2 separate regions of the Hordeum vulgare genome follow, and region 1 is linked to region 2. The links are chromatin contacts, called in public Hi-C maps. All regions are on one chromosome and are shown on one strand. The core of a region is the stretch at or near the end of the contact, and the rest is flanking DNA. Distances in the headings are between cores, read along the strand shown. Region 1 holds the start of LOC123410630 (28 kDa ribonucleoprotein, chloroplastic-like). Region 2 holds the start of LOC123413426 (CRIB domain-containing protein RIC4-like).

Region 1 (3,948 bases), core at 812-3,311, 950 kb before region 2:
GGTGCTTATGATGTTCTCACCTGTCCATCAAGCGCTGAAATAGCACTGTCAAGATCCTCCTTTGAAGCCATAGTTACAAAACCAAATCCTCGCGAACGCCCAGTTTCTCTGTCATACACGATCGTAGCATTAACTACTTCCCCATGCTCGCTGAACATTTGCACCAACCTAGAGTCTTCCGCTTGCCATGGCAGGTTACCAACATAAGCCCTGAAAGAAGATGCAAACTGTCGAGGAGGTCTCTCAACACGGGAGCCCCTTTGAGCTGCCCTGTTTACGTTCAGAAGCCTTCCGCTGATGTCCTGTTAAACAGAAGGTAATCAGCCGGCTACTCAGCAAAATATGCAACTTATACATCATGTTGTACATTTTTCAGGTTACTGCACTTATTTGTTCATCAAACATAATGTGCGATCTAGGACACCAGATAAGGGATACATGCCAGTCAAGGTGATAATAATCCCTTTTTATCAAGTGATATGTTCAAGTTGTCTCAAGGTACATCCAATTTCATGCGTAATGGCAACATATATAAATAACTTGAAGTCATGCAAGTGATGAAAAATACTCTAAACAATTTCATATGTTCAAGTCAGAGTATGAAATAAAATTCTATTATCTGTGAACTCTAAACAATTCAAAGAACTAAAAAGAAATGAGAAGATTGATATGCACTAACGTAGCGGTTAAACGCCTCGATGGCTTTGTCAGCTTCCTCAATAGTACTCATGGTAACAAATCCAAATCCACGGCTCTGGCCTGACTCTCTGTTGTAAATGACCTGGAGTTGAACAAAGCAAGGTCAACAAAATAAGAAAATCAATCGAGCACAGCACAGCACGCCCGTTTATACAAATAATATCAGACACTGTAATTCTCAAGCCTATACAAGTAATGCAATTTCTATAGGGTTTAACAATAGACAACAGAAGAACGTGAATGAAAAAACAACAGGACTCGCGCCAACAAGGAAATATAAAATAAGTCGTTTCTTGAAAATATGAAGATGGGATGGCAACAAATAGAGACTGCGATTAGCTACCCTAAAATTGCATCAGTTACACAAACACTGATATGCATTTGAATTATAGTGTCTGATATTATTTTATTATGCAAACTCACGCCAACACTGATATGCTTACCATTCAAATTAACATCTGGTTACACACAGTCCCAAACTTGTGCAGGTACCAAAATGTTTTTTTTTTTTGGCGGGAACACTGATATGCTTGAGAATTCTAGTGTCTCATATTATTTGATTACACAAACTCACGGCAACACTGATATGCTTACCACTCAAATGAACATCTGATTACACAGAGTCCCAAACTTGCGTAGGACCAAAATGGTTTTTTTTTATTGCGGGAACACTGGTATGCTTGAGAATTCTAGTGTCTGATATTACTGTATTTGATTACATAAACTCACGCCAACACTGATATGCTTACCACTCGAATTAACATCTGATTACACACACAGTCCCAAACTTGTACAGGTAGCAAAATGGTATTAACCGGGGGAAATCGTACTTACGCATTGCTGTTATTAATTTTACCCGCTACTATTACTTTAGGTGTTGCAGCGGTAGGCTCACCTCGGCGACCTCGACGACACCGGCCTGGTCGAAGAGCTGGGCGAGCCGCTCGCTGTCGACATCATACGGCAGGTTCCCGACGTACACCTTGGCCTCCTCGGGCGGCTCCGCTGTGTACCCCGCGTCCCCACCGGAGGCCGCCACCACGGGCTCCTCCTCCGTCACCGTCTCTTCAGCTTCCTCCGCGTCGGCCCAGTCGAGGCCCGCCTCAGCGGCGTCGGAGGAGGTGACGAGGGGCGTAAGGGGGACGCGGGGGCGGGTGGAGCGGAGGAGCGGCGCGCGAGAGAAAATGAGTGGGAGGGAGGCGGACGCCGGGGCGAGCTTGTGTTGGGCGGCGAACGCGGGGTGGAAGAGCGAGGCCTCCGTTGCCGCAGACATGGCGAGTGTCATGGCGGAGGTGGCCATGGTGACTGAAGGGGATAAGGGGGGGCAGGCGAGCAGGGGAAGGGATTTGAGCTTGAGGTGCTCCGTCCTCCGAATTTGCTTTTTTATACACGCTGCGCTGGGCTTTTGTCGGCTTTGATGGGCTTCCCACATGCTTTCTTGTGAGCCTTTGGATTGTTTTCGGTCTTGCCCCCCAAATGACAAACGAAAAAGATAAACTCCAAGCCAACGAAATCACTAATTAATAAGTATGTATTCCTTTTTAAAGTTACTTTCACCTTTTTCAGGTTGCAACAAGTGACGTACTGCATGCGTGTCACTTGTAATAACATGAAAGTTTTCTTTTTTTCGTAGATTCATATTTTTAAAACGTTTTATCTTCTAAACCGTGCGTCCAAATCTTGAACCGTTTTCATCGTTGAATTTCTCGCGTCGAGATCTTCAAAACTAGATTCCATGTTGATAGATTTTAACAAACTTTTTTTCACCAAAATAAGCATACCAAAATAATCGTGCCTCTGGCGATAGAAAAAATAATAGTAAACACGTGTTTTTCTTTCCGAGAGGCACGACCATGCCTTTCACGAAGGCAAAACCGTGTCTCTCACGAAAGAAAAACCATGCCTCTTGCAAAAAAATGGTGTTTTTTCCTTTGTGAGAGGCAGGCAAAACCATGCCTTTCACGGGAAAAAAACAGAAAACGCGTTTTTTTTCCTTTCTGAGAGGCACAGCCATACCTTTCGTAAAGGCAAGACCGTACCTTTCGTGGAAGCAAACCGCGCCTCTCGCAAAAAAACATTTTTTTCGTAAAAAACCATGGATGTGCCTCTCGCAAAGACAAAATCGTGTCTCTCGCAAAAAAACAGAAAACACATTTTTTTTACAATTTGTTTTGTCAAAAAAGTAATAAAGATTGGTGAAAAACCAAAACACCAAAAAAACTAAAAGAACTAAAAAACCGTAAACACGTGCGAAAAAATAAAAATTAAAACTCAGAGGCAGCGCTCAGAGCATGACATGTGACGACGGCTAAGAACGCGTCATGTGACAACACGCGGGAGTGCTTACTAGGAGGTTTTTGAAGGAGCATTCGCTAACTAGTGGCTCCCTCAAACGAAATATCCTATCGAACGCTCAGTACGGAAAACTGTCGATGAAACGCGCATAGAAGAATACGAGAGAACGACATGGGCCCATTTTCGAAAGGCTTAAAGTGCTATAGGATCCCGGTTTTGGAAACCTTCTAAAAAGTTCCCGAACCGGGTTTTTACTAGGTTTTTAAGATTTCCGATTGTTTCTTTTTATTTTCTTCTGTTTCTATTTCAATTCCTTCTTTTTTTTCAAGTTATTTTCCTTTTCCTATTTCTGTTCATTTTCCTGTACTTTTCTTGTTTTGTTTTTGTTTTAAGAAAATGTTTAAATGCGGATTTTTTAAGAATTTCAGTTTTTCAAATTTAGTTCATAAATTGAGAAATACCTTTCTGTTGGAAAAATGATTAGATTTTCAAAATATGTTCATGTTTTAAAAAATTGTTCAGAAATTTGAAAAAAAATGTTGCTCATATTTTAAATTTGTTCATAAATTCAAAAGTGTTTGGGATTTTCAACACAAATCATGTGATGAAATATTTTTCAAAAGTTTTAAAATGTTCCTTAAAAAACAAATTCAAAAAACGTTCTGGTATCATTTTTGAGAGAATTCCTTATTTAACCATGTTTAAATTTTATGCCCTATTTAACATCGATAAATTATTTTTTTCTCTATATAACAACAATCCTTAATTTTATGTTTTTTATAATACTTTTATTCATTTTAAGCTCAAATGACACCTGAAAAGACCATTTTATCCCTCATACAGTCTGTTTGTGTGTGTGCTGTTGCGTGTGCATGTGCGCACGCACATGTATGTTCCTGATGTTGCATGTGTGTTGCTGCGTGTTTGTGCGTGCGTACGCATGTGCTGCGTTGC
Region 2 (3,777 bases), core at 460-2,959:
TATTTTTACCTTCTAATAATCATGGAAAATAGATAGACTTATATTATGATGGCATAATAAGTTTGATATACAAAAAGGTAATTTGAAAGGCCTCCAAGTTATTTGTGTGTTTACCCAGCTTGGAGATGTGTCACTGGTGCCCAAACCTATGTGAGCCACATGCTTTACATCTGTAGGGAACCCAATTTCCATCTCATGCTCCTTTTGAGCTGCTGGAGAACAACAGTTCATGTGTAAGTAGAAGTTACATTCATTAACTTCTGAGATGTGCATAGCCATAGGCGCGGTATTTTGACTGCATTTATGTCTCGAAAGAAATTAAACATAACTGCATTTGAAGTTGTGCTTGAAATAGAAGAGCAACAAAGAAAGATGGGATAATTACCAAACATGTGCGAGAATATCCTCAGCCCTTTGAAGATCCCCTTCATCTTTACCGCCATTTGTGAGGGCCTACACAAAGAAAAGTTCCTACAAGAATGGAAGTGTCCTATAAGATCACATATGCTTCAGAACAAATGCATGCTAGGATTAGCAGTTTTCGCCTTCTCGGGAAATTCAGCTCTCATGACATGCTAAACAAAAGATTCTCAGAGGCTCAGAATCATATACATATCGGCACGACATGTATAGAAGGACAGAAGGCAGCTTACCTCAAGAGAAAGTACTTTCAAGTTGCCCAAAAACTTCGTAAACCCGACTTTATTTTTGAATCTTCGGAACCAGTTTTAGTCTGTACAGGAATCAAGAAAGCAAGCTAGGGCCTGATGATGGTGATGAAGAACAAGAGTTTGGTTTGGAGGGAGGAGAGAGGAAGAGGGAGCTAAATCTTCTGAGAGGGTAGCATGACAACTTCTTAAATATGGTGGCAAGTTAGTTGGCTGCACCTCTCCTTCGTCGTTGTCGTCGACTTCTTTTTTCCTTTTTTATTCTCTAGGGGCCAATTCATGCCTGTTGATAAACACCAACTTGTTCCTGTTTTAGCTGTACTTGGATTGTGTTCCTCTGCCAATCATTTCCTTGTACTATTGATGTTCCACCATAAAAAATAGGGAACTCGAACTGTTAGTATCAGAATATTCTTAACAAGAAGTTGAATTTTATTTTCCTGCATTAGTTTCTTATTAGTAAACTGAATGTTTTGCGGAGCTTGCTCTGGAAAAAGGCTGGCTGTTTACTATGCATACAACTTGGACTACCCACTGTTAAATTCCTTGAAAGCTTCAGGTCCAATTAATGGTTGCCCATGTCTGTCAGCTTAAGATCAGGCATGTGGCTCATGGTCCTTAATCCTAGTGCCTTGAAAGGATATTATGTAGTCTTGCTGGTATTAGGTAGCATTGAGGTGTGCAGTTAAGGGCACAACAGCAACTTAGGACCAGCTGAAATGCCACCCACAGCTAGTTTTTTTACTTGGTATTTGATCTTGCAGGTTTGTAAGAGAAAGAAGATAATAGAGCTTCATCTATGAAGTGACCTCCTTTCTTGCGAAGCATACATCTGACCTATTTCTTTGGGGAATGGTGATGTGTCTCATTCCATCAATGCAATGATATGTGTTTGGAGATATTTTTTTTCACAAATATTTGTTCCTAGTAGCTTACTTTTGTGGCATAAAACTTATATTATCTTCCTTTGCTTGTGTGCTGGTGCCTTGAAATTTTCCAACCATGCAGCAAGTGCAGCATCAGAAATCAATCTCCATGGTGCTTGTCTTACCAGTTCTACAAACAGATAATACCATCATTTGCAGGCTCGGCCAGAAAGAGACATCAATGTAAGCAACATGTCATGCTCGGCGCTGCATGAAAGAAAGTTGGTGCTGATGGCATGAATTGCAGAATCATATAGACATGAGTATGAGAATACCACCTTGCTGATCATGGCGCTGCCAACATGCTCATCTCCCGTGTCCTACACGCGCAGCTGGGGCACCACCGAACCAGAGGACGACGATCTGCACGAGAGAAAGGTAAGAAGTCAACCTCCCTTGCAGAAATAGAAAGGCGGGGATGGGTGCGGCCGACGAAGACGAGGGCGCCGTCGACCAGGAGGACGACGATGGCACCCAACCCTACTTCGACCAGGAGGACGGCGGCGGTGTCCAACCCTACTTCGACCAGGAAGACGAAGGCATCGCCCAACACTACTTCGACCAGGGAGACGGCGGCGCGGAGGGCGTCCCGCTGCGCGAGCGAGGCGGGGGAAGGCTGCGGCTCTGGCTACGGCCTGGGCGCGGGGAGGAGGGGGCGGCGTCGGGCCAGGATGTGGGGGACGGGGAGGCGGGCGGGGAGGGCGCGAGGGGCCAGTCGGCGCCGGGTCCCTCGGGCTCCGCGGCAGGGCGCTCGATCCTGCGGCGCTTCCTTTGGTTGGGGCGAGCGTGGGTGGGGCGGGAGCCTCCGGCAGGTGGCGCGGGAGCCGAGGCGGGGGCGGGCCGGCCGCTGCGCCAGAGGGAGTGCAGGCAGAGCACCTCCTCGACGAGGCGGCGCTCATCGTAGGCATCGTAATGCGGGGGGACGGTGGCGGGGCGCGGTGGCTTCGACGCGTCATCGGGGGCGGTGAGCGAGGGATTTGGGGGGCGGCAGCGAGCGAGGGATTTGGGGGGCGATTGCCCTCAGGGAGGGAGAGGAAGAGAAAGGGGTGCAGGTTGAATCGCCAGGTCGTGCCAGCGACGGGGTTGGATCGCCAGGTCGTGCGTGCGTGCGTTAGTAGGTTTCAGGTTTTTTTTATTGAACCCTTATTTTTAGTTGTGCTAGCGACGGGTTTTTATTTTAATTGTCTAGTTTATCGACTGGTTTATGAAGGGATTAAAAAAATCGATGAAAAGGCAACGATAGGAGGGGGATCGCTGCTGGTCGAACCATTACGATGACGACGACAGATCCCCTTTAGACAGATTTCCTTTAATAGAGATTTGTTGGTGAGAAGAACTAGATAACAAATATTGTGGTACGCAACTAAGAATTCAGATGGGGAGAAACTTTGCCGACCGCGCTTGTCTCTAGCGCTACCAGCCGAGATGAGAACCCACGCGACGCGAGCCACTCGCTCACTGGCTTCACAAATCCACGAACCTTAGCTCGCCGTCCGGCCATGGTCGGTGCGACCGTCGCGTCGACCTCCACCGCCGCCGCGTACTCCTCCCTGACTCACCCGACAGCGCGTGACCCGTTTAAGAGGCGCACTACTCATCCACTTGTGGCAGCCACCAATCGCCACGTACACGGCCGTACTGTGACGAGTCTCCGCCAGATTCACCCTCGCGACCACTTCGCGAACCCTCCGCGGCCCGTATTCGTGGCATCGGCGGCGGAGGCGGAAGAGATGGCTGCGGAGGCGAGTACTCCGGCGCCGGCCGAGGCCAGCGCGAAGCCCTTCGCCGTCCTCTTCGTCTGCCTCGGTAAATCCCGCGAACCCTACTCAATCCGACTGATTCGAGTAGCTTGCTTGAATACCCGTCTAGTCTAGCCGCTTACAAATGCGTGTGCGTGTGAGCATCCGTGTACTGCGTCGGCATGGTGCGTGTACTGACGCCATTTTCACCCGGGGGACGGAACTTGATCTCTGCGATCCCCAATTAATGCCTCGTCCCTTTTCAGTGCATGATCGCAATAGCCTGTGTGCGCATCACATGAGAAAAGGATATCTTGTTTCCATGATTACCGTCCCGACGTCCCATTTGTTTCAGCCTGTCTCCCTGTTGCCTCGTTCTCATCATTTTGGTGTCACATAATGTGGGGATCGCTAGACCTGGTAGGTGCAAATGTGCAATCACAT

What was found. Hi-C and Micro-C count contacts between places; a contact is called where the count stands out from the background.
Region 1: a contact with region 2 is called in a Hi-C map of seedling, with 4 times the contacts expected there. The contact joins the promoter of LOC123410630 here to the promoter of LOC123413426 in region 2. A contact is called at or near these places in 4 of 6 Hi-C or Micro-C datasets (leaf and seedling).

The regions. Positions count from the first base shown.
Region 1 is chr7H:248,784,956-248,788,903 of MorexV3_pseudomolecules_assembly, reverse strand. It overlaps LOC123410630 (28 kDa ribonucleoprotein, chloroplastic-like), which reads right to left and starts at 2,061. Exons shown (of 4, transcript XM_045103574.1): 1 at 1,595-2,061; 2 at 680-781; 3 at 21-302. The coding sequence starts at 1,999.
Region 2 is chr7H:247,835,190-247,838,966 of MorexV3_pseudomolecules_assembly, reverse strand. LOC123413426 (CRIB domain-containing protein RIC4-like) reads right to left here and starts at 1,709. Exons shown (of 5, transcript XM_045106357.1): 1 at 1,605-1,709; 2 at 386-471; 3 at 115-212. The coding sequence starts at 1,672. LOC123413425 (putative low molecular weight protein-tyrosine-phosphatase slr0328) reads left to right here and starts at 2,962. Exons shown (of 6, transcript XM_045106356.1): 1 at 2,962-3,400. The coding sequence starts at 3,094.